Linked DNA regions of Mus musculus: region 1 is linked to region 2. A link is a contact called in public HiChIP or PLAC-seq data. All regions are on one chromosome and are shown on one strand. The core of a region is the stretch at or near the end of the contact, and the rest is flanking DNA. Distances in the headings are between cores, read along the strand shown.

Region 1 (6,502 bases), core at 1,170-3,669, 570 kb before region 2:
TGGATGTTGAAAGGTCAGGAGGAATACACTGAATAAATCATTGGCTTTACCTGCCCAGCACTCCCAGTTCCCATCATGAAGCCTTTCCTCCCCATACTTGAATCAAGCTGTTGTAGAAGAGCCAAAGCTATACCTCTGTCTTGGGTGGTGTGCAAATTTATCTCCTGGATTCATTATCAATAAATAACTCAGGAAAACTTGAGAGGTCCCAGGCATAACAATGGCTTTTCAGAATCATAGTTTCAATGGAGTGACTGGGAGAGAGACATACTCTTAGCTCAAGGACTGTCTAGATGACAGATGTAAGTTCGCAGTTCTTAGGGAAGAATGGTACCATCGCACGGGGAGAATGCGTGAGGCTGAAGCCCATGCAAAGGAGATCAGAAAAGGAACCAGGTGGGAAAGAGAATGAGAACCAGTTAATTTCCTTCTGCTTGGAGTTGGTAGACTGGATACTTCTCTGGGGAGCAACACCCCGTGCTCTCTCCATGGTCCAAGGATCTTTTATAAGACCCCACCTCTTAAAGGTTCCCCTACCTCCTAACACCATATCCTGTCACCCACACTTTTTCATCAGGCTCCTGGAGGGCACCTCATCAAAACCAAAAGGCCACTGGACAGATGAAAAACAGATTAAGCAATATTGGCTGCATTCTGCTCTTAATATATTAATGACACTAAATACCAATATCGGAAGAGCATGAACCTAATAAATTCTAGAGCAGAGATTTGAATTATTCTCTTTTGTCTAAATCTTCGAAGTTCATGTTTTTGTGATATGTTGTTGGAAGCATTCTTTTATAACTGCAAACACGATTTAGGTTCTTCCACTGAGACACACGCACTCAGAACCATTAGGAGAAAGGGAAGCAACACCAAAGCCTTAATTGTGACAGTTACAGATTAGGTATAGTACAGGTAGACTAAGAATGGAGGCTCCAGCTCTCTGCATTGTGGTGATGTGATCTTGTGTGGGTCTCTCAATCTTCGTGAGCCAGCGTCTGATACAATCCCAAGGACAGTGGGAACAGAAATGTCAATCGGTTCTGAAGCCCTGTGAGGATGTGAATAACCACACTGGGATCACTTGTCAGTAGGCAGGTCAACTTTACTTAGGGTGACTGAAGGCTTATACAGTTTTGGGGGACTGAGGGTAGGGACATCCAGGATGGGCAAAGGTCAGGGGCTGGGGACTTGGCACATCTCATTAGCATGAGGGAAGCACTTCAAGAATATCAGGTGCTGTCAGCTTAAGGAAATTGATCCTGTACACTAGTTGAGGACACATGACATTCCTCAGGTAGAGGCAAATGTGAGGGCTTAGAATACCCCAGACAAGGCCTGAGAAGGGACTCCCCCATTACACGGCAAGCCCCAGAAGGCTATTTGATCAATGATAATCTTTGACCTTTATTGGTAGAGTTTTCCCACAATCTTGGCACCCAAATGAGGCACCTTGCCTGGTTGTTGGAGAGATGTCTTCTGGACAGGTGGATTCTACGCTGAGATGCTGGGAGTGTTCCCATGGTCCGTCGTCTCCTCATGCAGTACTTGACACGTGGATTTCCGACTCCCTACACCCTACTGCTTAAACAACTTGACTGGTTCTTGTGGCCTGTTTCTGAATCCTGTCTAAAACAAGCATACAGAAGGGTCAAGCATATATAATCAAAGGGAAAGAACCAGCCAACTGCCCAGTGCAACGCGCCATCATGAAGAACACGGGGCAAGGGTTTTGTACTGCTGAATTTTCTCTAATGCTCACAGCTGTGTTTGTTTATTCCTTATAAAGCTAGTCAACACCATCTGTTCAAGGGCTGTGAGGACATTCAACTCAGTTTCAGCACGCAGTGCAAGGAGCAGAAGCCCCTTAGAGATCTTGCCGAACACACTCATTTCATAGATTAGGGGACTCTTAGGAAAATGAATCAAATTGTTTCAAAGTCACACATCCAAAACAGTTGCAGAAAGAGAAGGCACGCCCAAGCCTAATGACTCCCGAGCCAGATCGACTTCCACTGACATCAGCTGAAATCCACACTGGACACAAACTGCTCATTCCCAAGTGCCCGAGTGTGATGCAGCCACAGCCAGAGTCCTACACATCCTTCTGTCTTCGTTTTATTCTTATCTCCTCTCCTCGTCACTTAACAGCGAAGCTCAATTCCAAAGACACTTTCCCTAAAAATAACTAAAAGACACGCTGGAAGAAATTAGCATAATGTATTTTTTTAAATCTATAATTTACAGCGTAATCTAAAAATGTGCGACAAAGTAATTCTTGTGCTGAGAAAACTCTCCTGGGATGTTTGGTTCCATTTAAAAGCATCTCGGTATTGGGGTTGAGGGAGCAGCAGCCTGTGGCACTCTTCCACCAGGGCAAAATGTTATTCCAGTGACTCACAGCAAGAGGCCTGACAAACACTCTGAGTCGGTATAGAGGTTCTTGCCATCAGAATAAAATGAGAGTTGCAGTGGGTGGTCCCAGTCTAGCCTTCTGCTTCTGTCCTGGCTCAGGTGGTTGCCCTGGAAACCGTGGGGTTGCAAACAAATATATTTGTAACTTTTAAAGACAGCCTGCACAGGAAAGTCTGATTTGGATTTGCCACTGGTTTTTCTGAAGGCTCTCTTCCTTGGAGAGGGCGTGCCCCTTGTGCTACCTTGAAAGCTGGTTCCGTCCAGCATCTTTGGCAAGGTCCAGTTGGCTGGCCAGCCAGAGTTTGGCAGACGGGGAAAGGGGCTCTGCCGATCATTATTTAGCTTTGGCTCTTCACACAGATGGTTCTGATCTTCTCCTCCCCCACCTAAGAATTTTTCTAAAATGACACCCAAGTTTTTCTTGGCAGAAGTTATCATTCCTGGCAAACAGTTCACTGCGGCTCTAATTATGATGACAGCTTTAATGGAGAAGATAATCATATTAAATGGTTCTTATTCCATTCCGTGGGATGAATTAGTGACTGCCATGAGATGTGTTCAACAGCCAAAAGTAAAGAGAAAGGGTAAGTGCCCGTAGGACAAGTTACGATTTTAAGGTTTCCAAAAGTAAGGAGGAGACGGACAGAACAGCATCCGAGTGGTGCTGGATTTAAGGGCTTCTACCTCATCCACCGATCAGGAAACCCCACTCTCCTTGTGACTCTTTGAGAGCTAACATGATTCTGTCACTTGTAAACATAGGAAGATTTCTTCTCAGTAGGGGTAGACTGTACCCCCAGAAGGTAAGAAGGATCAAGATCTTGTGGCAGACAAAGTCAAGTAAGGGTTGATGGCCATTGAGCAGAATGGCCAAAAGGGGACACTGGACTGAGAACACTCTTTCTAAATTGATATGTTAGCTTTGCTGCTGAACACAGGCCTCGTAGCAAAGGAAAGGGTTTAAAGAGTTAATCATATATCAAGGGTATTTGGGTGTCAAACGTCTTAATACATTGAAGGATGCTTACTAAAATTGGGCTAGGCAAGCCCAAGACAAGCTAAAGACAAATGAGCCAGAGTAAAGACTCAGTGGAGAAAGGGAGTCAGAGGATCCAGTTGTGGTTTGAATCTAGAATGTTCCCCATAGTTTCATGTTTGACTACTCAGTCTCCAGTTTGTGGTACTAATTTCAAAGCTATGGGAAACTTGAGTTGGGGCCTGGCTGGCAAAAGAAAAGACTGTCTTTGGAAGCTGTACCTGTTTCTGGTCCCAATCCCCAGCTCTTTGCCACGGTTTGCCAGGATGGAGGAACAGGGCCACCTGTTCCCACTGCTGTGAGCTGTGGTGTTCCCTCCCCTCTGTCATGAACTAGATTCCTCTGAAACCATGAGCCAAAGTTCCCTTGGGTCATTGCTGTTGGGTAATTTGGTCAGAGAAGTCAAAGTAACTAATGTAGATGCCAGGAGAAAACACTTCCTGACACAGGATGGGCTAGGACCTTCTGAAAAAGATTCTAATAGCATAAAAAAAGCAACACTAAGAGTTGACAAGTGGGTTCCCGTGAAACTAAAAGGCTTCTACAAAGCAAAGGAAACAATGTAAAGACGAGGCAGCTACCCAGTGAGTGCCAGATTCACATCTGACACGTTAGTATATGAAATCCAAAAAGAACTTCAAAGCTTAAATACCACAAATAATCTAATCAGTACATGAATAACTGAAAAGCTGGGCAGGTTGCCAAAAGGTACCTGGAAAAATGGTCAGTGTTCTTAGCTGTTAGGAAATGCAAATAAAAACATTTAACTGATGAGCCATTTCTCTAGCATCATAATAAACATTTTGAAATAGCTTCATTCATTTACTCAAAGATTAATTTGGAAAGTAAGCATTCACTCAGACTTACATCTAGTTAGAAATATCTTTACTTAGATTGTCTTATTCAAATACAATAATGTCCACCCACTGAAAGCATATTTACTAAACTAAAACATGGATGTACAGTTATATGTTTTCATTTTATATTAATGTATGTCTTCATTTTTTACTATAAAATTCTTACTAGGAAAAGAAATATTCTAATCTGTTGTTTAAGCAGCGATAAGTGTAGGTACTGTGCATTGTCACTGAGGGCTTGTTGGCGGGGAGGGGGAAGCGTCTGTGGAGGAAACTCTCCTCCTTATTCTCATCTTCTCTAAGCCCGAATCATCTGTATCTTCACTCATTCCCCAGGAGATGTGCTGTTCCTGAGAAGATATTGTCCCCACTGGAGTTGAAGGAGATGAAGAGGGTTCCATGTCAGAGGTCTGCTCCAAAAGCCATCACGGTGGTTTTAATTCATCAATAAGGTCTTATGGATACATTAGTTATCTTTAAAAAAAAAAGATTTATTTATTTATTATATGTAAGTACACTGTAGCTGTCCTCAGACACTCCAGAAGAGGGCATCAGATTTCGTTACGGATGGTTGTGAGCCACCATGTGGTTGCTGGGATTTGAACTTGGGACCTTTGGAAGAGCAGTCACTGCTCTTAACCACTGAGCCATCTCGCCAGCCCCCCCATTAGTTATCTTTTTACTTTGTTTTCACATTTGCATGAGGACCTGCCTTCCTAGAAAGGGACATGGTAGTGGAAGCCTGGAACCAGTCTGTGGCTGGAGCTGAAAAGGTCAAGGGGTAGCATCCTTGGGGGAGCTAGAGTATTGCTTGTTAGTGCCAAAGCCTTGTCAGATCTGTGAGGAGAAAGAGATGGGGTTGGGAGTGCAAAGATGGAACAGGAAGGGAAAAGAGAGATACAGAGGGAGGGAGGGAGGGAGGGAGGGAGGGAGGGAGGGAGGGAGGGAGGGAAGGAGGGAGGGAGGGAGGGAGGGAGGGAAGGAGGCAGGGAGAGGGGATCAAATGTGAGGGCAAACTGGAAGCCCAACTGAGAAGCAAGTAAGACATTATCACCAAGGCAGAAACTAAACAGCACTAAGATGGTTTTGTGGCTTTTTAAAAATGGGTGCCAGCAGCCCCAGCCTGTGGGTGGACACGCTAACCTGCCGGTTCTTCCACTGGCTGTATTCTGCAGTGTATGCAGCTTGGGTGGGCTCTCAGCCAGGGTTGGGACATGCCACATCTCCCCATCCAGTTGACCTTCCTAAGAGAAGGACCAGAACTGGATGTAGTACGGCTGGGGATCCAGAAGCCTTGACGACTTCTAGCTCAGCTTCAGGATAAAGTGAAGGATGTTCTAACTAGGAAAAGGTTTCAGTCCAAGGCTCACAGAAACTGGCAAAAACAAAGCCATCACTCCTTTTATAACTGAAGCAGAAGCGACCAGAAGACAACTGGAATGTTTCCCGTCATCACATTTACTAAAATTCCCTTTCCACCCAGGCCTCTTGGACTTTGCCACTTATGTCCTGGATCCCCTCTCACTATGGAAAGCCTTTCCCAGTCTCATTCTCTCCAGCGTCTCTACAGTTCCCTTCCAAGTCATGCATTTAATCAGCTGTCTTCCTATTGCTTATCCAGCATCTCTGTCTCTTTTATCCACCCATCATCTACTGTCTATACTGACCTGTCTTGTTATCCACCCATTTTATTTCACCTTAAATATGTTCTCCCTAGGATCTGGGCTCTTCTCCATCTACCCCCTGCAGCTGCTCTGGTGGCTCCCGCTCTTACAGGCCTCTTGGTGGTCTCTCCTGGGTTCAGCTTTGCCATGCCTCATTGGTTTCATAGAAGTCTGCTGCCTCCTTTCTTTTATCCCAATTTTTGAGGCATGTAAACTCCTGTTCTTTAGATATACATGCTCGCTTTGTAGGAGGTCTTATCCCATGGCTTTAACTTCTATCTCTTTGTCAATAACTCCCAGATCTATGTTCTCCAGTCCTGACATTTCGCCCCAAGCTGTAGACTTAGCAAATCTTTCTACTTAATGTTTTCATCAGATAACTAATAAGCATTTCAAATCAAACATTTTCAAAATAGAGTTTGATTTTTCTCCCCTAAACTTATCTGTCCCAGTTTCCTCCACAGCAATGACTGGCTTTATTTATCCTGTAGCTCAGCTTGTGTGCTTACACCTATATGGCATACAAG
Region 2 (6,749 bases), core at 1,951-4,450:
GCCAAGGTAGTTTTGGGAGGATGCTGGGCATCCCTGCATATCTCCTGGCCTACCCATGTCTCCTCATGACTGTGACAGTCACCTATGAAAGAGCCTTGTGAGTTGCCTATGTGTAAGGCAGAGGTGACAGGACACTGGAGCAGAGTCCTCAGGCTTCCTGATATGGGGACTCCTGGGGACCAGGTTACCATAAGGTCCTGTCCACAGCAGGTCAGAGTTCACACAGCTAGATTCAGAGAAGGGATCTGAAGGATGAGCATCTGCTGCCAGAGAACCAAGCCCTATTACACATCCCGAGATCCACTGTCTCCCTCGCCTGTCTCCTCACTGGGTATGGAGAGACTTCTGCTTTCAGCCATTCTTCCATGTAACAAGCATGTACTATCATCCATCAAAATGTGTCAGGCACAGACTTGGGCACTGGAAACACAGTAAATAGAAGTAAAAATGTTGAGCCGGAAATGTAGCTCAGCTGGGGCAATGCGTGCCTAGCGTGCAGGAAGCCCTGTATTTAACCCCCAACTCTATAAACCGGGTGTGGTGTGGTATGCCTGTGATCCCAACACAGGAAGTGGCAACAGGAGGATCCAGAGTTCAAAGTCAGCCTTGGATACATATGCAGGTCTTGGCCAAGCTGGGTTATATAGGAGGCCCCGTCTCAAAAAAACCCAACCAACCCTGCCCTCCTGTAACCATCCAGGAGAGTGTGATGCAGCCTGAACCTCTCTATACTCAGCCTCGGAGAACCTCTGTCCTCTTGGGAATGTGATGGCCTGCGATTGGTTGGCTGGTTCCCCAGAACACACAGGAATTCTTTAGCTCCTAGAATCTTCTCATGTCATCATTCGATATTTGTACTCAGCCTAGAAATGTCTCAGCCTGCTCATCCCAGAGATTCAGGTGACAAAAATCAAGACCCCGAGGAAGGGTGTTTGTTTTGTGGTTTGACAAAAATTAGCCAGCCCTTATTCCAGTCAGTTCCTTCTGGTAGCCATGGGGCTAACTATATGAAGGAAGATAGCTCGTGGAAGGGAGAGCAGAGGCCACCACTGGAAACACTTGTAGAGTCCCTCACCCCACCACACACACACACACCAGAGGAGGCTAAACGAGATGAGGGCATGTCTCCTGTGCTGTAATGGAGTGGGCAGCGAGCCGGTGTGTGCAGTATAGTCAGTGAGTGACGCGACACTGGAATGAGGTTTAGAACGAGGTTTGTAAGTCCCAGCCTCATCTCTTCCCTGTGATCCTGACAGGTGCATCCTGGGACAAGGTGGCGATTAGGACTCCAGGTCCTTCTCAGCTCGAATCTGTTGAGCATCCCTTGGTCTTCTTATATATACATGTTTTTCTGTTTATTCCTTTAAGAACTAATCCTGCTCAAGAGCGTTTTCTTTAGCTAGCTTAAAAATATCTCCTGTAAAAACATACATGTTGCCAAGTGCAATGTTGAGAAGACAATCACTGTATGGCTTTTATAAATTTGTTTTTCCTGCTCTGGAGTGTCATTCCACCATGACAGTTGGAATATTCTGGTGGGTCTTTTAGTAGGGATTGGTTACTATGCGTTGTCATGGGGAAGAGACATTTTTTATCACAGCTACCTCCATGGGAATGACTTCATGGATAAAGCAAGGTTTCCTTTCAATAAACTGTCACTTGACAGGAATCCTGGCTCTTGTATTATTTTCTATCTTTTGATTTCTGTCCAGTTTGGATGCTGTGTTACTGTGCAAGCATGAGGACCCATTCAATCCCCAGAACCCACACCCAAGAGGCAAGTGTAGTGGCGCACTCCTGTAATTCCTGGGGAGGTGGAGACGGGGATTTGGGGAGCTTGGTGGCCCGCCAGTTATGTGGAATTAGTGAGGTCCAAGCAAAAAGAAAGCGCCAATGTATATGCTGGGAGCTACAGGGGTTGCCCAGGGCCACTCTGAGAGACTATGGGGTGGTGAGCAGTGAATGCTGATGAAATGTTAGCCATGGCCTTGATGTGCTGAGTCCCAGCTGGTTCATTCCAAAATCACAAAGGGAAGTTACTCCAGCTTGACAACTGAGAATCAGATCCCTGTTTCCTAAGGTTGGCTGCCTCCTCTGCAAGCACAGTTGTGTGCTCTGTCGCTCTCCTAACAGGCTCCCTACAGTCGCCATTTCCCATGGAGCTGGGGCCACTTCTCCCTAGACCACCGTGTCCCCTCTGTTCTCCACTTCAGGGAGCTGATCTCCACACCCCAGCTTCCAAAGATGACTGGTTTGACCTGAGTGCATGTGGAATCTGGGCATTTCTCTTGGGTGCAGCAATCTTGGGTGTGCTCCCTGGGACTTGGGGAGCCCATATGTTGGTAGCCATGGCTCTCCAGATCCCTCAGAGTCCTTCCTGAATTTTCTACCACTGCTTGCGTTAAGTCACATCTGGTCCCATTTCCTGTCCCCTCCATGTATGTAAGCATGCCGCCCCCCCCCCCGCCCCCCCAGCAAACTACCAGACTGATGTAGGTCTCTTCTCAGGATCCCCTGGCTGGGAGTAATATTCTGTGTGGCTCCTGGTCCTGAGCTGTCGGGAGGAACAGGCTCAGGAAGCCCAGAGTGAAGGGAGGAAAAAAAAAAGCCAAAACAACAAAACCCCAAACCCAAGTCCTCCCCAGGACTTGCCTTCCCATCACATTCTTGACATTCCACCCTTGACCTCATGGATAATACTCATAATCCTGACTCTTACACAACTCATTAGAATTTGCCCTTCTAATTAAAACAAAACAAAAACCCAGCTAAAAGCAAGTTCTTTTTAGGGGCTTAAGAGTTCCCAATCCAGAAATGTCTGGCCTTCCAGAAGAGTCAACACACCTGGCCCTTGTTCTCGGACCTGTTAAACACTAACTTTTCTGTTTGTTGACCCAAGACTTGGCCTAAGTCTCCATAAAGCAACAGTAATGAGAGGAGAGGCGGGACACAAATGTGTGTTCTGGGTTTATAAAGATGAATATGTTCTGAAAGTCATTCGGCACACCAGCTACTGTATGCAAGGAGGGTACAAGGGTCCCACAGGCAGACTCTTGTCAGCTAGGTCTCACCATAGAGGGTCAACAAACCTGCCAGAATGCCCAGGGTTTTCCTGAATAAACACAGCCCTTTCAGGAGAACGGTACAGACAAGGCAGGAACCTTGGCACGTTGTACATTTTGCTTCTGGGTGCCCTTGGAGGAAGCAGCTAGTGCACCTATAGAACCCGCCAGCAGGGGGCAGGCGACAGCGTTAAGCAGTCTGGGGACCCTGGCAGCTTATAATGAAATGAAAATTTGTGAAGAGCAGGGTGGCGTGGGTTTATACCTTTAATCCCAGCACTCTGGGAGCCGGAGAGCACTCTGGGGGCTGGTTAAGAGCACTGGCTGCTCTTCCAGAGGTCCTGAGTTCAAATCCCAACAACCACATGGTGGCTCATGACCATCTGTAATGAAATCAGATGCCCTCTTCTGGGGTGTCTGAAGACAGCTACAGTGCACTTACATATAATAAGTAAATAAATCTTTTTAAAAAAATAATCCCAACACTCTGGAGGCAGAGACAGGCTGATCAAGGCAAACCTGGTCTACAGAGTGAGTTCCAGGACAGCCAGGGCAACACAGAGAACAACAAACAAAAACAACAACAATAACAACAACAACAAGAGTGGTGGAGCTAGGAGTTAGACATAAAGCTGTTTGTTGTGGTGATGTCATGTTGGTTGTCTGTTTCTCCTTCTGCTTCAGCCCTCCATTCTCTAGTCTGTGTGCTGTGCAGGGACCAGTGTATCCCTGGCTTACTTGCCATGCTCCACACATGGTGTGCAGACTCACAACCACCTTGGAGTGTGTCCTGGTGGGCGAGTGTGGTGACCTAGACAGAGGCACACATAACCTTGCCAGAGGCACAGGGCAGGATATGGACACTTAGGACTAAATCCGGGTCAGGCTCTGGAATACACTCTCTGCTCATCCCACCAAAGTCACACGCCCAAGAAGACCCAGGCCATTCATGTCATTCCTGAGCTGGGCTCCCACTGCCTTCCAATCCACCTGCATTCCACCCCTGTACCTGTAGGTTCTCACTTCTGCTGCCTGCCTGCTTCCACTTAGTAGAGCCACTAGGGGTCGACAGAGATCACAGTGAACTTCTGTACACACACACTCCCCACCACCCTTTCCTTTAGCTTCTTCTAACTGGTGATCCAAGAAGTTGGCAGCTGTGATCTTCAGAACTCTGTCCCACTGGGATATTCCCTGCTGAAGCCCTAATCCTGACTTCTCTGAGTCTGAACCAGGTAGCAGGGCCACTCTGGGCGGTCACTGGGCCCTATATTGTCTCACTGATGGCATTTAGGCAACATCAGCAAGTCCCCAAGGATGGGTGGTTCTTGCAGAATTTACTCACTCCCTCTGCCTCAAAGAATGCTTTGTGGTGAAAAACCTAACAGTGTTGTCACCAGAGTAACTGTCATCAGACAGTGAGCAGATTGTGACAGCCTGAAATTCACAACTGCACTTGCAAATTGAAGCCAGCACACAGACAGTCCTCACAGATCACAGAGTCAAGTGAGCTCACAGTGAAACCTTTCCCTGCAGGGAGTGGGCTGCAGAGTCTCTGCTAAGCTGGGGGAGTAGTCCTGGGAGAGGGGAGGGTGGCAGCCTGGCTCTCTGGATGGACTCACAAGGATCGACCTGTGTCCAGGCTAGCTGAATGCTGCAGGGCATAGAGAACACATGAGGACTTTGGTGTGGCTGTGGCAGCTCATCTTGGGAGACGTTGCCTCTGAGCCCAGCCTTTCCCAGGGGAAGTGAGACTCCACCCGTGGACAGGATTCTGACCTCAGTGTGGCCTCAGTGTAGCATGCTGTGGACTAGGAAGTAAGCATTGTGTGCACAATCTGGGGAGGTGACAGGTGACCCTCTCCCATGATTCACAAAGCAGGAGGCACCACCTCAGAACTGCACAGTCTGATCAACTTTGCCTGATAGTATTTTGAGGTAGTGAGAATAATGTAAAAAAAAAATTTTTTTTTTCCCAGTCAGGGTCTCATGCAGCCGAGGATGGCCTTGAACTCCTGATCCTCCTGCCTCCAGCTCCCAGGTGCTAGGATTATAGATATGTGACACCATGTCCAGTCATTCTATGACATTTGATCGAAGCCAAGATCTCATGTATGGTAGGCTGACATGGTAGGCAAGTGCTCTACCCGTGAGCCACATGACCTGGGGGATAATTCTTTATTTATAAACTCCTCTCTTAACTGCAAAGATTGCAGTTAGACAAAGCCTAAATTCCCTTTCAAGTGCCTGGGAACAAGTACAGAGAGATTTGCCCAAGGTCATCAGCAAGCACACAGTGAAATCATACTGGTCCATTGTTCTTGCCAGCCTAGCAGGGCCTTGCACCGGGTAGGCCTTGCACCAGGCAGGCCTTGCACCAGCAGGGCCTCTGTTCTTGGCGTTGCTCTTCCCTAGTAGGTGCTGCTGATTTTCCTAGGCACAGAGGCTGGGTGGTTTGCTGAGACCTCTAGCCCCTGGCCTCTCAATGGAAGTCTGTATCTGGAGCCTAAGACCTTTGAGTGTAAGGCAGACAGCCTGCCCTCCTCCTCTCTGCAGATCCCCTTCCTGTCACCTGCATGCCACCAGCCCTTCTTACTGATTGTGTCCTGTGTGGCTTGTCTAGGTCAGGCTTGCTTCCTAGAAATGGGCTTGGAGAGCAGGAGAAACTTGAAGCCTTCTTTGATACAAGAATAGAGTACACCCCATAACTCCTGACTTATACATGGATAGCTGGCTAAACATCATTCACTTCTTGAAATTGGGTTGTAGAGGAAATAAATCAACCCCTCTGTGGCCTCCTAGACTTCATAACATCCCCTTAGCTTATGTCTGTATGCTTCATTGCTTCTGAAATTCTTTGGTGATTACCAAAGTCCAGTGACCCCCTCAAGGACCTGTGCAAAGACCAAGCATGTGCAAGGTAAATATCTGGGCTTTCACCACTTGTAAGAGACAGTGACGTGGAGGCTGGAAGCCTTGCCACCTCCTCCAGTCGGCACCCGGGCACATCACATGATTTTCAGTGGTGCCTGTGTCTATCTAGAGCTTGCTTCCCGCACAGTAAGAGTCCCAGGAACATTGCTTCAACATCAGGAACAGACTTTTAAGGCTTGAAATATGAAGCAGACAAAAATAGATGACATAACAGTGCTACATCAGATCACCGGGAATTTCTAAAGGGTTTTTGGTTCATATCTCTGAGGTATCAACAAGTAGCTACCCTCAATAGCTGCTAAGCTGGGGAAGGTGGCATGCACCTGTGAGTCTAGCACTTCAAGAGCTGGGGCTGAGGGCTTCCAAATCAGGCATAATCCAGGTATGAATAGAAACATCACCTTCCAAAGTAGAGTTAAATATCATTATGCTTGTCCTACAAAAAATGGTTGAAGAAGTCCTACATCTGGAAGCTACTATGATAAAATAAAGGCACAAAAGATTAAAACTGACCGGGCGAAGCAGTTCCACGGACAACTGGAAGAAAAAGGGGCCAAGTCACATCACTACAGACAACCCCCAAGCCACCAAAAACATCATAATGCAAAACAGAAAAGTCTATGAAGCAACCAAGAGACAACCAGATTTGCAGGAACAAGTATTTATCGTATTATAATAACCTTAGAGGTACCTGGATTAAAATCTCTGATTCAAAGATATAAAACAACTATGTAGAACCAAACTCACCTATAT

The links. HiChIP or PLAC-seq counts read pairs in DNA pulled down with a chosen protein or histone mark.
Region 1: an H3K27ac HiChIP or PLAC-seq map of embryonic fibroblasts shows a contact between it and region 2, with 6 times the contacts expected there. The contact joins two enhancer-like sites. A contact is called at or near these places in 2 of 39 promoter capture datasets (liver and stem cell-derived epiblast-like cells), 1 of 15 datasets of contacts at CTCF or cohesin (large pre-B cells), 9 of 484 Hi-C or Micro-C datasets (the C10 cell line, the CH12 cell line, the HL-1 cell line and 6 more), 4 of 115 datasets of contacts at active chromatin or transcription factors (embryonic fibroblasts, embryonic stem cells, stem cell-derived neural progenitor cells and 1 more) and 2 of 9 other capture datasets (adipose tissue and embryonic stem cells).

The regions. Positions count from the first base shown.
Region 1 is chr9:72,193,163-72,199,664 of GRCm38.p6, reverse strand. No RefSeq gene overlaps it. Among named protein-coding and RNA genes, the nearest start is that of Gm27188, 57 kb to the left of the region's middle. Within about 2 kb of position 2,419, at least 84 of the 459 cell types and tissues checked have an H3K27ac peak or open chromatin away from gene starts, as enhancers often do. A contact at or near this core is called in embryonic fibroblasts, where this site is marked.
Region 2 is chr9:71,621,427-71,628,175 of GRCm38.p6, reverse strand. It overlaps Cgnl1 (cingulin-like 1), which reads left to right. Exons shown (of 19, transcript NM_026599.5): 19 at 1-1,669. Among named protein-coding and RNA genes, the nearest start is that of Myzap, 32 kb to the right of the region's middle. Within about 2 kb of position 3,200, at least 27 of the 459 cell types and tissues checked have an H3K27ac peak or open chromatin away from gene starts, as enhancers often do. A contact at or near this core is called in embryonic fibroblasts, where this site is marked.